3 separate regions of the Mus musculus genome follow, and regions 1 and 3 are each linked to region 2. The links are chromatin contacts, called in public Hi-C and promoter capture Hi-C maps. All regions are on one chromosome and are shown on one strand. The core of a region is the stretch at or near the end of the contact, and the rest is flanking DNA. Distances in the headings are between cores, read along the strand shown. Region 1 holds the start of Kctd7 (potassium channel tetramerisation domain containing 7). Region 2 holds the start of Sfswap (splicing factor SWAP). Region 3 holds the start of Rabgef1 (RAB guanine nucleotide exchange factor (GEF) 1).

Region 1 (3,060 bases), core at 224-2,723, 640 kb after region 2:
AGGGCTTGAGCCTTTTGGTGGTGTACTCTCCATCCACTTATTTTTGAATGGCTAATTTAAACAAATAGGAGGCATCTGATAAAGCCACAGCTTTGCGCGTACGCATGTGTGGGCAGGTCAGATGGAGAAGAGGAGCCCTGTTTGGGAGTGGGGTTTTCTCTTTTCTCATCTGTGGTTATTTAATTTTTTTCATTTTTAGCGTTTGTTTTTAGCAGTCTCATGTAACCCAATTTGGACTCACAATGTTATGAAGCTGAAGCTGGCCTTGACTTCCAAGTACTGATATTGCAGCGTGAGTCACCATACTCAGTTCCGTTATTATTTATTATTATTATTTATTATACTAGAGACAAGAGTTGAATTCTCAGAAATCCTTCTAACCTCTCAAGTCGCTGCAATTAAAGGTATTTGCAACCAAGGTTTTCCTTCCTGTGTGAGTCCACGGAAAAAGCGCTAGCACAGCAGCCATGTCCTTGCCAGCCATTGGTGTTGCAGTGCTCAATTTCTATTACACAGCAGGTGCCCTCAGCCCTCCACAACACATCCTCAAGGACAGCCTGCTTAGGCCTTTTTTCACTGGCCCGCTGCTATGGAGACAAACCAGCCAGTCCTGGGCCCTTTCCCAGGACACATGGACCGGGATGATAAAGTGGAGTGGCCTGGAGCTTCGCGCCTGCTAGTCAGAAAGCCAATGAAAGCAGGACCACGGTGCTGCCCCTATGAGCGGGCTTCCTGCCAATCAGGGGCGGAGGCCAGCGAGGACACAGCCAATAGCAGGAGCAATTGGGTGGTCTGTCCTTTCGGGAACCGCGCCGGGGGACCAGCGCTGTCGTTGAACGTCGGAAGTGCAGAACGCGTGCCCTTTAGGTGGCCTATAAGAATGGGACTGATCGGCAAGCCGTTGTCAGTTGTCACTCTAGTTTGAGACCTCGATGGTTGGATCAGACCTTTAACCGTCATAGCGGAGCTAATCGGACACTGCCAGTAGTAGGAGGCGACCGGGTGAGGCCAGAGATGCTACCTGCGCTGTGGTTGCTATGCGCAGAGAGCCGCTTCCCTAGATAAGTGGCCTGGACCAAGGGAGGTAGCGCTCCCGTTAGTTAGATAGCCAATCAGAATGGAACAAACCCAACCAGACGTGTTTACCCTATAATTGGACAATGCTCTTGCCAATCATAGCAGGAGTTCATGAAACCTCGGCCAATAGCAAGAAGCGCCTGGTTCCGATTTGCAGCGCAGGGTCCACGCGGTGGTTGCTGATCGAGGTCGTCAGTGGGCGATCACCTCCCCTCGGCCAAACCCTGGAGCAGACAGGCGTCGCTCGCGCTTGTCAGCCAAGAGCCAATCAGAATTGGGTAGGCCTGTAGCCACTACGGCTTAAGGCCGAATTGTTTGTTCTGTGATTGGGCGAACCTCCTGACAATCAGGGCGGAGCCAGCGAAGATTCGGCCAATGGCTGGAGGCAGCCAGGTCAGACCAGCGACTAACTGTAGGCGCGTTGGTCGTTAGACTGTTGGAGGGCAGCACAGGACATCCTAACTGCTTGCAGGTCCTCGGCGTCTAGCGCCCGCCGGCGGCCCATCTCGTCATGTCAGGCACTGCTTGGCTTTAGTTCTTCAGGCCTCCGCCCACCCGCCTACCCGAAGCCGCGCCCACCGCCCAGAGCCAGAGGGATGGTGGTAGTCACCGGGCGGGAGCCAGACAGCCGTCACTCGGACGGTGCCATGTCCAGCTCCGAAGCCGAAGACGACTTCCTGGAGCCGGCCACTCCTACGGCCACGCAAGCGGGGCACGGGCTGCCCCTGCTGCCCCAGGAGGTACCTGGATCGAGCGATGGGGGAAGGGAGGGCTGATGGGAAGCGAGGGAGAGACTGGTGCTTGCAGAGCTGACCTTGGGCGGAGAGCCTCCCAAGGAGCTATCCACCCCTGATGCCACTCCTACACTAGGTGTATCCTCCCTGCCCCGAGTCACCTGCACTCCAAGTCCCTTCTTCCCGTACTACCAGATGTCAGTTCCATTCCTGTATTTCATGTCACCTTTATCAACTAGACGAGGACTCAACACATAGCATGTTCCATACAATCCAAAGGAGGACCTGGGTTATCCAGGTGTATCCTCCAGCTGCCGGGGGAGTGGCATTAGAAACTACCTGCAGTTAACCTATCTGGTGCCTTGGTATGATTTAAGAAAAGGACACACCTGAGTGGACCAATTCTCATCCAGGTGCCGTTATGCAGTGAACAATCTCCATTACCACATGGGGTAATTTTATTTGCTAGATGGACAAGAGTGAACGGTAGAGGATTTGGGGTCAAGAAAGCAGCGAGAGCAAGGACATGCAGGAGATAAATTCGGGAAATAGGAGGGCAATGGTGAGTTGAACTCAGAGCAGAGATGATGGAGGGATTAGGGGCTTCATTTATCAGTTGCTGTATTGTGCTATGGAGTGGCTTCGTTAGTAGCCCTTCCTGTGTGTGACACTTTGCACCTGAACTGACCCTGGAGATGGATAGGAAGATGAATACAGATGTAGAGATGGATAGGAAGATGGATACAGATGTGGAGACTCGACAATCTGAGGGGGCTGGCTTGAGTGAGGCTCTCCGGCAGCTGACAGTATTGTGGTAGGGTTAGAATCCCCGAATTGCCAGCATCGTGGGAAACTTGTGAACATAAGCAAAATTCTAGACATAACTCTGCAGTCAGGGAAAAGGGCCAACACGGCGGTGACACTTTTTTTTGTGCACTGTCATTGGGCAGAAGTTGTGGTTTGAGTGACAGGACACACAATCCCACAGACTGTAGGCCAGCTGTCCAGTCCCGGCCTCCTGTGAGTCACATCCCTCCCTGTGAGTTCTAGGACTCTTTTCCCTGACTTTTTTTGTTTCGCATATGGAGCAAAGAAGTACATTAGTGGGTGCTGCCTTTTAGAAAGAACTCCAGAAGTGCAAAGCATTACACCTAAGTGACATCTGAGTCTTAGCGTATACCTAAAGTGGGCTTAGCATTTCTGCAGAAATGTGAAAGGCATTTTGCACCGTGAGAGTAAGAGTTGAATT
Region 2 (3,337 bases), core at 726-3,225:
CAAGCTACAAGAAAGCAAATTTATTTTCCACAAATAAAGCCCACAGGACAACACAAGCCTAGATCGCATTGTGAGCCAGTCAGCCAGAGAGCAAGCCAGGCAGTAGTGGCGCACGCCTTTGATCCTAGCACTTGGGAGGCAGAGGCAGGCGGATTTCTGAGTTCGAGGCCAGCCTGGTCTACAGAATAAACTCAAGGACAGCCAGGGCTACACAGAGAAACCCTGTCTCGAAAAAAATTTAAAAAAAGGACCAGAGAGCAAGCCGCCTGGGGCAAGAAGTAACAGTGTATGCACCAGCTATATCACAGATGTATGTGGTCCCAAAAGGCAGCCTGCAGGTCTTTACCTAGGGGATCATAAGTCACTGACTTATAGTGTAAAAGGGCATTGGGTTCTTAGGGAAGACTTAGATGAAATTCAAATAGCCTGTATGGGGGTCAGAGAACAACACTGGATGTCATTTCTCAAGTGCCATCTCAAGTACATCTAGTGTAATATAGGGCCTTTCACTGGCCTAGAACTCACCAAGTAAAGCAGGTTAGATGGCCATGGAACCCAACACCTCAACCTGTCTCTACTTCTAGAGCACAAGGATTATAAGCAATCGCCATCACACCCAGTACTTTTTGCATGGGTTCTGGCAATCAAACTCAGGTGCTCATGTGCGTAAGGCAAGCACTTATCAACTGAGACATCTCTGCTGGTGTGTGTGTGTGTGCGCTGAGTTACTTTACATTAAAAAAAAATCATTAAATGAATTTTGGCTTGAGGTTAAGACAAAAATTCCAACCGTTTCTTTTTTTTTTTTCCCAACTGTTTCAAAAGTAGACACAAACATTTCTGCAAAGCAACCTTCTCCACATCATAACTATTTTACTTAGTATTCGTTCTGGTGTACTATGTACATGTCTGTATGTGTGTGTGCACGTGTGTACACAAATGCATATGGAGGCCAGAGGTCAACATCAGTTGTTTTTCTAAATCACTATCCACTTTTTAAAAACCTAAGTTATTTGGGGAGGGAGGGGGGTGTCCGTGGCTGAGAAGTTCTTCTCTCCTTCCATCCAGTCGGACTTGATCTAACTCGAGTCGCCTACACATATACACACAAAATAAGTAAAAATTAAAAAAAAAATTAAAGTTAAATGTCACCCCGGGGCACTAAGCAAGACCCTATCTTGAAACTAAAACAAAAAGGGCTGCAGATATAACTCAATGATAGTGTTTTACCTAGCAATGATATAACTCAATGATAGTGTTTTACCTAGCAATGGTGAGGCCCTGGGTCCATGTTCAGAACTGAAAGGGGGAAAAAGAAAATCAAGCATCTGGGTCAGACACCAGAAAAAACTGCAGCCCTGCAGACCTCACGTCGATAATACTAGCATCTTAACTGAGCTAGGACAGTCAGAGTTCGAGTCTAATTTGGATCACAGTGACATCCTGTATTTTAAAAAGGGAAAGGGAAAGAATCTGCTCCCCAGAAGGAAACAACCCGTAGCGCTGTCTCCTAGCTGGAGTCTTTCTCCGCCACTGAAGCCCGTAGCCACTGAAAGCCCGCCACTCCGAATATTTAGGGCTCACAAGTCCTGGAAACGCCCTCAGTCAGGCGGCCAGGGCTAGGCTTCCTAGTGATCTAAAAATCGGGCTGTTAGAAAGGAGCAAACTGTCTCACTAGGACGGCAAAGACGCGTTCCCAACAAGATCCCCACTTGTCTCCACACCTGGCGGCCGCCCTCCAACGACAGTAGAAGTTGGCGCGCGGCCACCAACCGCGCTTTCGTCACATCCTAGGAGGCCTCCAAAAAATGGCAGAAATAAATTTCTTTCCATAAACACAACTTACCATCGCAAGATCAAGTTGGACAACGAAAACTAACATCTACTTAATTTTTTAGCGGCTCAAACAGCTTGCGGACGTGGCGAATCTACCACTCTCACCTCCGGAAAGAGCGGGTTTCCTACCGGAAGTTGCGTCTCCTCCATTTTGTGGCTCGCTATGGCGGCTGTGTTGAAGTTGCGAAGAGGATGCGGCGCCTGTGACTGAGTGGGTAGGCCAGGCGAGGCATCGGGGACGTTGTTCGGCCCAGCAGCAGACCGTCCCGGACGTCGGGGACGCTGTCATGTACGGTGCCGGCGGGGGCCGTGCCAAGCCGGAGAGGAAAGGCGGAGTGAAGGAGGAGGCCGGGCCGGGCGGCACCGGCACTGGGGGCAACCGGGTGGAGCTTCTGGTTTTCGGCTATGCCTGCAAGTTGTTCCGCGACGACGAGCGGGCTTTGGCCCAGGAACAGGGACAGCACCTCATCCCCTGGATGGGGGACCCCAAGATCCTCATCGACAGGTCGGTTCCTCCCCCCACCCGTCGACCCTCCCCTCCCTCGCCCGCTTGATTTCGCCTGATGTTGACTTGATGGCCGGGACCGAAAAAGGGGGTTTTGCGGAGCCCGGGGACTCGGGGGGCCTCCCTGCCCCCCACGTTCCCCGGCGTCCGGGGGGAGGGGACGGTGAAACCGGCCCTAAGGCTCCGGCCAGAGCTGGCGCCTCCCCGTCGCCGGAGGGATCGACTCTGCTCCCACAACCCCTCGAGCCCGGGCTGCCGCTGGCGACTCAGCGCGGGTGGAAGCTGTCCGGGGCCCGCCCGCCCGCGCCGTGGGGCGGGTGCCGCTGTCCCTCCGCTGGCTGTGCGGGGAGGGAGTCCGGGAGTGCGCTTTTGTTCCTCCGAAGCGCCGCACGCCGAGGCCCGTGGGTAGAAGCTTCTTTTGGACCCCCCAACCCCGTGAGGTAGCCTGAACCGTCTCTGGCCGGCTTGACTTTTGGCGTCCGGGCGAGCCCTTCCCCGCGGTTATTGCGACCATTTGCCCAACCGCGGTAGTGGGTGAAGTTGCTGTCTTGTTGGAAGCCGGTCGACCCGTGCGGACCTTGCTCTTAGGGGGTAGCGTTCTTAGAGCTGGTTTCACTGTTTTCTAAAGCCGAAGGGTGGAGCTGGGTTTATACCTTTGTGTTGGTTCTTTTCAAATCACACCCACTGAAGGGTGCCTGGAGTTGAGGGTAAAGGGGTGGGAACGTGAATTTCTGATGGTGTTTGATTTGAAAAGGATGGCATTACATGATTGGGTGTTTTGCTCCCCACCTCTCTCCTCATTTTTTCCATCTCTCTTTCTTTCTCCACCATCCCGGGTTTGGGTATTTGTCCTTCCGTTGGGCGATATTGCTTCTGGGCCCAGGACTAACTGTGAGCAACCATTAAGCTGTGGCGTGGTTTTCTCCAAGTGAAGTAAACCCATCGTTTGAGACAAGTAAAACTGGATGCTGCAAAGACTTGGAACTTGCATGACTG
Region 3 (3,146 bases), core at 307-2,806, 670 kb after region 2:
ATCTTTGTTAGTTGGGTCTCTCCTTCTACTTTTTGTTGAAACCATTTATTTATTTTACGTACATTGGTATTTTGACTGCATGTGTGTCTGTGTGAGGGTATTGGATCCTCTGCAACTGGAGTTGCAGACAGTTGTGAGCTGCCATGTGGGTGCTGGGAATCGAACCCAGCTCCTCTGAAAGAGCAACCACCGTTCTTAACCACTGAGTCATCTCTCCATCCCCTCCTTCTTTTTTTTGTCAGGTCAGTTCCAGGATTTGGATTTAGGTTGTCAAGCCTGAATGGGAAACCTTTTACACACTGAAACATCTCTCTGGCCCTCTTTACTTGTAATCCTCTTTCATAAAACTCGCTTTCACCTCATTTGTCTGTGTCTTTCTTTAATCTTCATAGACCTTAAACATCCAACTTGGAGCCACTTCCCTAGGCCAACCTGACCCTGTCTGGCACCCTACAGCCTTGTGCCAAGCACAGCTGGGTCATGAAAGATCCTTTTATTCTCACAACTCCTGCATCATCATGTGCTCTCATTATAAAGCTATACCCCACAACCTTCCTTATATTTGCCCAGGCCAAGAACACTAGAGATGGGAACTCCTGAACTTCCTGTCTCCACCTAGCCAGGCTGGGATCACAGCCTAGTTGCTATTGGACCAATTTCCTTAAGATTCTCCTAAATTGAATCAGTTTCAAGTCCTGCTCTTAAAAAGAGCAAGCCAGGAGTGTTCATTTCTGTGGGCCATCTGCCCAGGTGACCAGGTTCTTTCTATGGACGAGTGCCCAGGAGTGAAAAACAAAATAGCAGAGTCAGAAAAGGTGAAAACAGGCATTTATTGAGACAGGGGTTAAAAAAAAAATTCTGCTGGGAACAGTGTTTTGTTTTTGTTTTTTGTTTTTTCCAGAGCTGAGAGCCAGTCTCACGGACTCTGGGTTGCTCATTTGTAGGGTTCATTCTGAATTCTCTCCTCCCCTATCCTATAACTTCATCTCCTCCACCCCGACGGTTCTTGGCCCAGGGAGATAACAAAAGCTAGTGAGGTGGCATGTCAACTGTCCAGTGGGAGCGTTATCTATCTTTACAGACAGGCAGTCATGTGCTAAACTTTTCCCTCTCGATCTTTTTCCTGACTATCTATTCCCTGCTAACTGCTCACTAGGGGAAAGGTGTGTTTGTATTTCCTTCTGGCGGCCGCATTCGCTAAGCGCTGGGAGATGTCTCCTGGTCCCAGACTTTGATGTCCCGTTTCGTGTATGGCTGTCCTCGGGGCTCCTTGTCGCCCTCAGGCTAATGCAAGCAGAAGCTGGTAGACGGAATGAGGAATGACAGGGGAAACCGCGGCTTCTCGCGAGTCACAGACACGTCAGCGAGGGCCTCACGGTCACTCGGTGTCCCCTGCCCTCAGGGACTGCCCCTTCGGGTGGACAGCCTCCGGAGCGTTGCAATCTTTTCCGGCCAGCCGCCAGCCAGTCCCCGGAAGTCCGAAGCGTCACGGAAATGACGCCACGCGTACGCACCGCGCGCGTGCTCGCGGTGCCGGGGGCGGGGCGTGCGGGGGCAGGGGCGGGGCAGGGAGCCGAGTGACTGAAGGGGCGCTGGGAGCGGCGGTCGGACGCCGGCGGAGCCGCGGAGCAGGTTCGGAGGGACGGGGGCTCCGGAGGCGCGTTCCCACACGGAGCGGGGCGGCGGCGGCGGTGTCCGGCCGCGCGCTGACCGGGGCCGCTCCGTTCCGCCTCTCAGCCGGGAGGGCGGGCGGGCGCATAGGGCCAGGCCGCCGGAGCTCTGCTGCTGCTCTCGGCCTCTCCAGCTCGGCCGAGTTCTTCCCAGCTCGGCGGGACTCGGGCTCCCGGGAGGACACGCTCCCCGGTCGTCGGCTGCCGCTCCGATCCTGTCCGAGTCCGGAGTTGTGGTTGCAGCCGGGCGGGTCCCATCCGGAGCCCGCGTGGGTCCCGGGGCTGGTGCGGCTGCTGTGGCGCGGGGTTTTGAATACTCGTCCCAGGTGCTAGAGGCCAAGGTTATGGGTGTCTCTGAATGAGAAGTCCTGAAGCTGAGGCAGGAGGATTGCCGCGAGTTTTGAGGTCAGCCCTCTGCCACTGAGGAAGACCCTTTTATGGAAAATAATAATAAAGGCAGTCCCTGATTCCGAGCTGTCTGGAAGGGAGAGCCAAGGGGATGTCCTTCCATCCCTTCGCGGAAGTTGGCTCCATAGAGGGAAGCGCCTTGGAGACTAGGTCATTGGCAGCTGGCTGTGTCTCAGAGCTGATGACCAACCTCTGTGGTTGGGAAATGTGTTGCTGGATGTGGTAGGCTCGGTCTGTCTGTGGAGTTTAGATGTGACACTGGCATAAGTTTTACAGCGTCACCTAGTTTTGTGGTAAGAGCCCCTATGGTCCCCCCACCCCCTGCCACCTCCTGGAAGTTAACTGTTGGGTCTTTTAACCTACAAACCTAGAATTACTTTTCAAAGGAAGACCCAATTAGTCACCCACTTCTGACATCCCAGTATTTGGAAATTGAGTCAGGAACAACAGTCTTGGGAGTTTTGACGTCAACGGGGCTATGTAGTGAGTTTGAGGCCAGCCTATACTACAGAGTAATATTCGATCCTCCCGCCCACCAGAGTCGCAGTTAAAAGAAAGAAGAGGCTAAAATAAAATGGTCTTGTCAAGCTTGTTACTGGGCGGTGGTGGCGGTGGCTCACACCTTTAATACCAGAATGCTGGAGGCAGAGACAGATCTCTATGAGTTTGAACAGGCCTGGTCTACAGAGTGAGTTCCAGGACAGTCCAGGCTACATAGACTGTTTTGGGGGGAGAAGAAGCTTGCTTGTTACTTGGTGATGACTGACTTTAAGGTTTACACATGTTAGATAGGGGCTGTTTAACTGAGCTACAGTCCCAGTTTCTATTCAGCCTCTGAGAGTTACTGTTTGGGGGGATTATTTATTTATTTTGATTTGTGTGTTTATTTTGGGGGACAGGGTCTCGCAATACAGCTTTGGCTGTGTAGATCAGGCGATCAGGCAAGACTCTGAACTTGGAGCATTCCGCCTGCCTAGGCCTCTCAAGTGGTGAGATTGCGGGTGTGGACCACTGCCTTGCCTGTCTTTTCTTTTGGTATGTGTGTTCACAGTGTGTGCATGTGGAGGC

The links. A called contact is a pair of places that touch in the nucleus more often than the background predicts. Capture Hi-C pulls out chosen DNA fragments and counts their contacts.
Region 1: a Hi-C map of natural killer cells shows a contact between it and region 2, with 12 times the contacts expected there. The contact joins the promoter of Kctd7 here to the promoter of Sfswap in region 2. A contact is called at or near these places in 2 of 39 promoter capture datasets (liver and pre-B cells) and 2 of 484 Hi-C or Micro-C datasets (CD4 T cells and natural killer cells).
Region 3: a contact with region 2 is called in a promoter capture Hi-C map of adipose tissue. The contact joins the promoter of Rabgef1 here to the promoter of Sfswap in region 2. A contact is called at or near these places in 1 of 39 promoter capture datasets (pre-B cells), 3 of 484 Hi-C or Micro-C datasets (CD4 T cells, LSK cells and pre-B cells), 3 of 115 datasets of contacts at active chromatin or transcription factors (extraembryonic endoderm stem cells, memory CD8 T cells and thymic regulatory T cells) and 1 of 9 other capture datasets (adipose tissue).

Annotation. Positions count from the first base shown.
Region 1 is chr5:130,143,410-130,146,469 of GRCm38.p6, forward strand. It overlaps Kctd7 (potassium channel tetramerisation domain containing 7), which reads left to right and starts at 1,474. Exons shown (of 4, transcript NM_172509.4): 1 at 1,474-1,817. The coding sequence starts at 1,674.
Region 2 is chr5:129,499,256-129,502,592 of GRCm38.p6, forward strand. Sfswap (splicing factor SWAP) reads left to right here and starts at 1,976. Exons shown (of 18, transcript NM_172276.3): 1 at 1,976-2,341. The coding sequence starts at 2,124. It overlaps Gm40332 (a long non-coding RNA gene), which reads right to left and starts at 1,971. Exons shown (of 3, transcript XR_868547.2): 1 at 1,847-1,971; 2 at 1,265-1,299; 3 at 995-1,093.
Region 3 is chr5:130,170,263-130,173,408 of GRCm38.p6, forward strand. It overlaps Rabgef1 (RAB guanine nucleotide exchange factor (GEF) 1), which reads left to right and starts at 1,557. Exons shown (of 9, transcript NM_001199059.1): 1 at 1,557-1,632.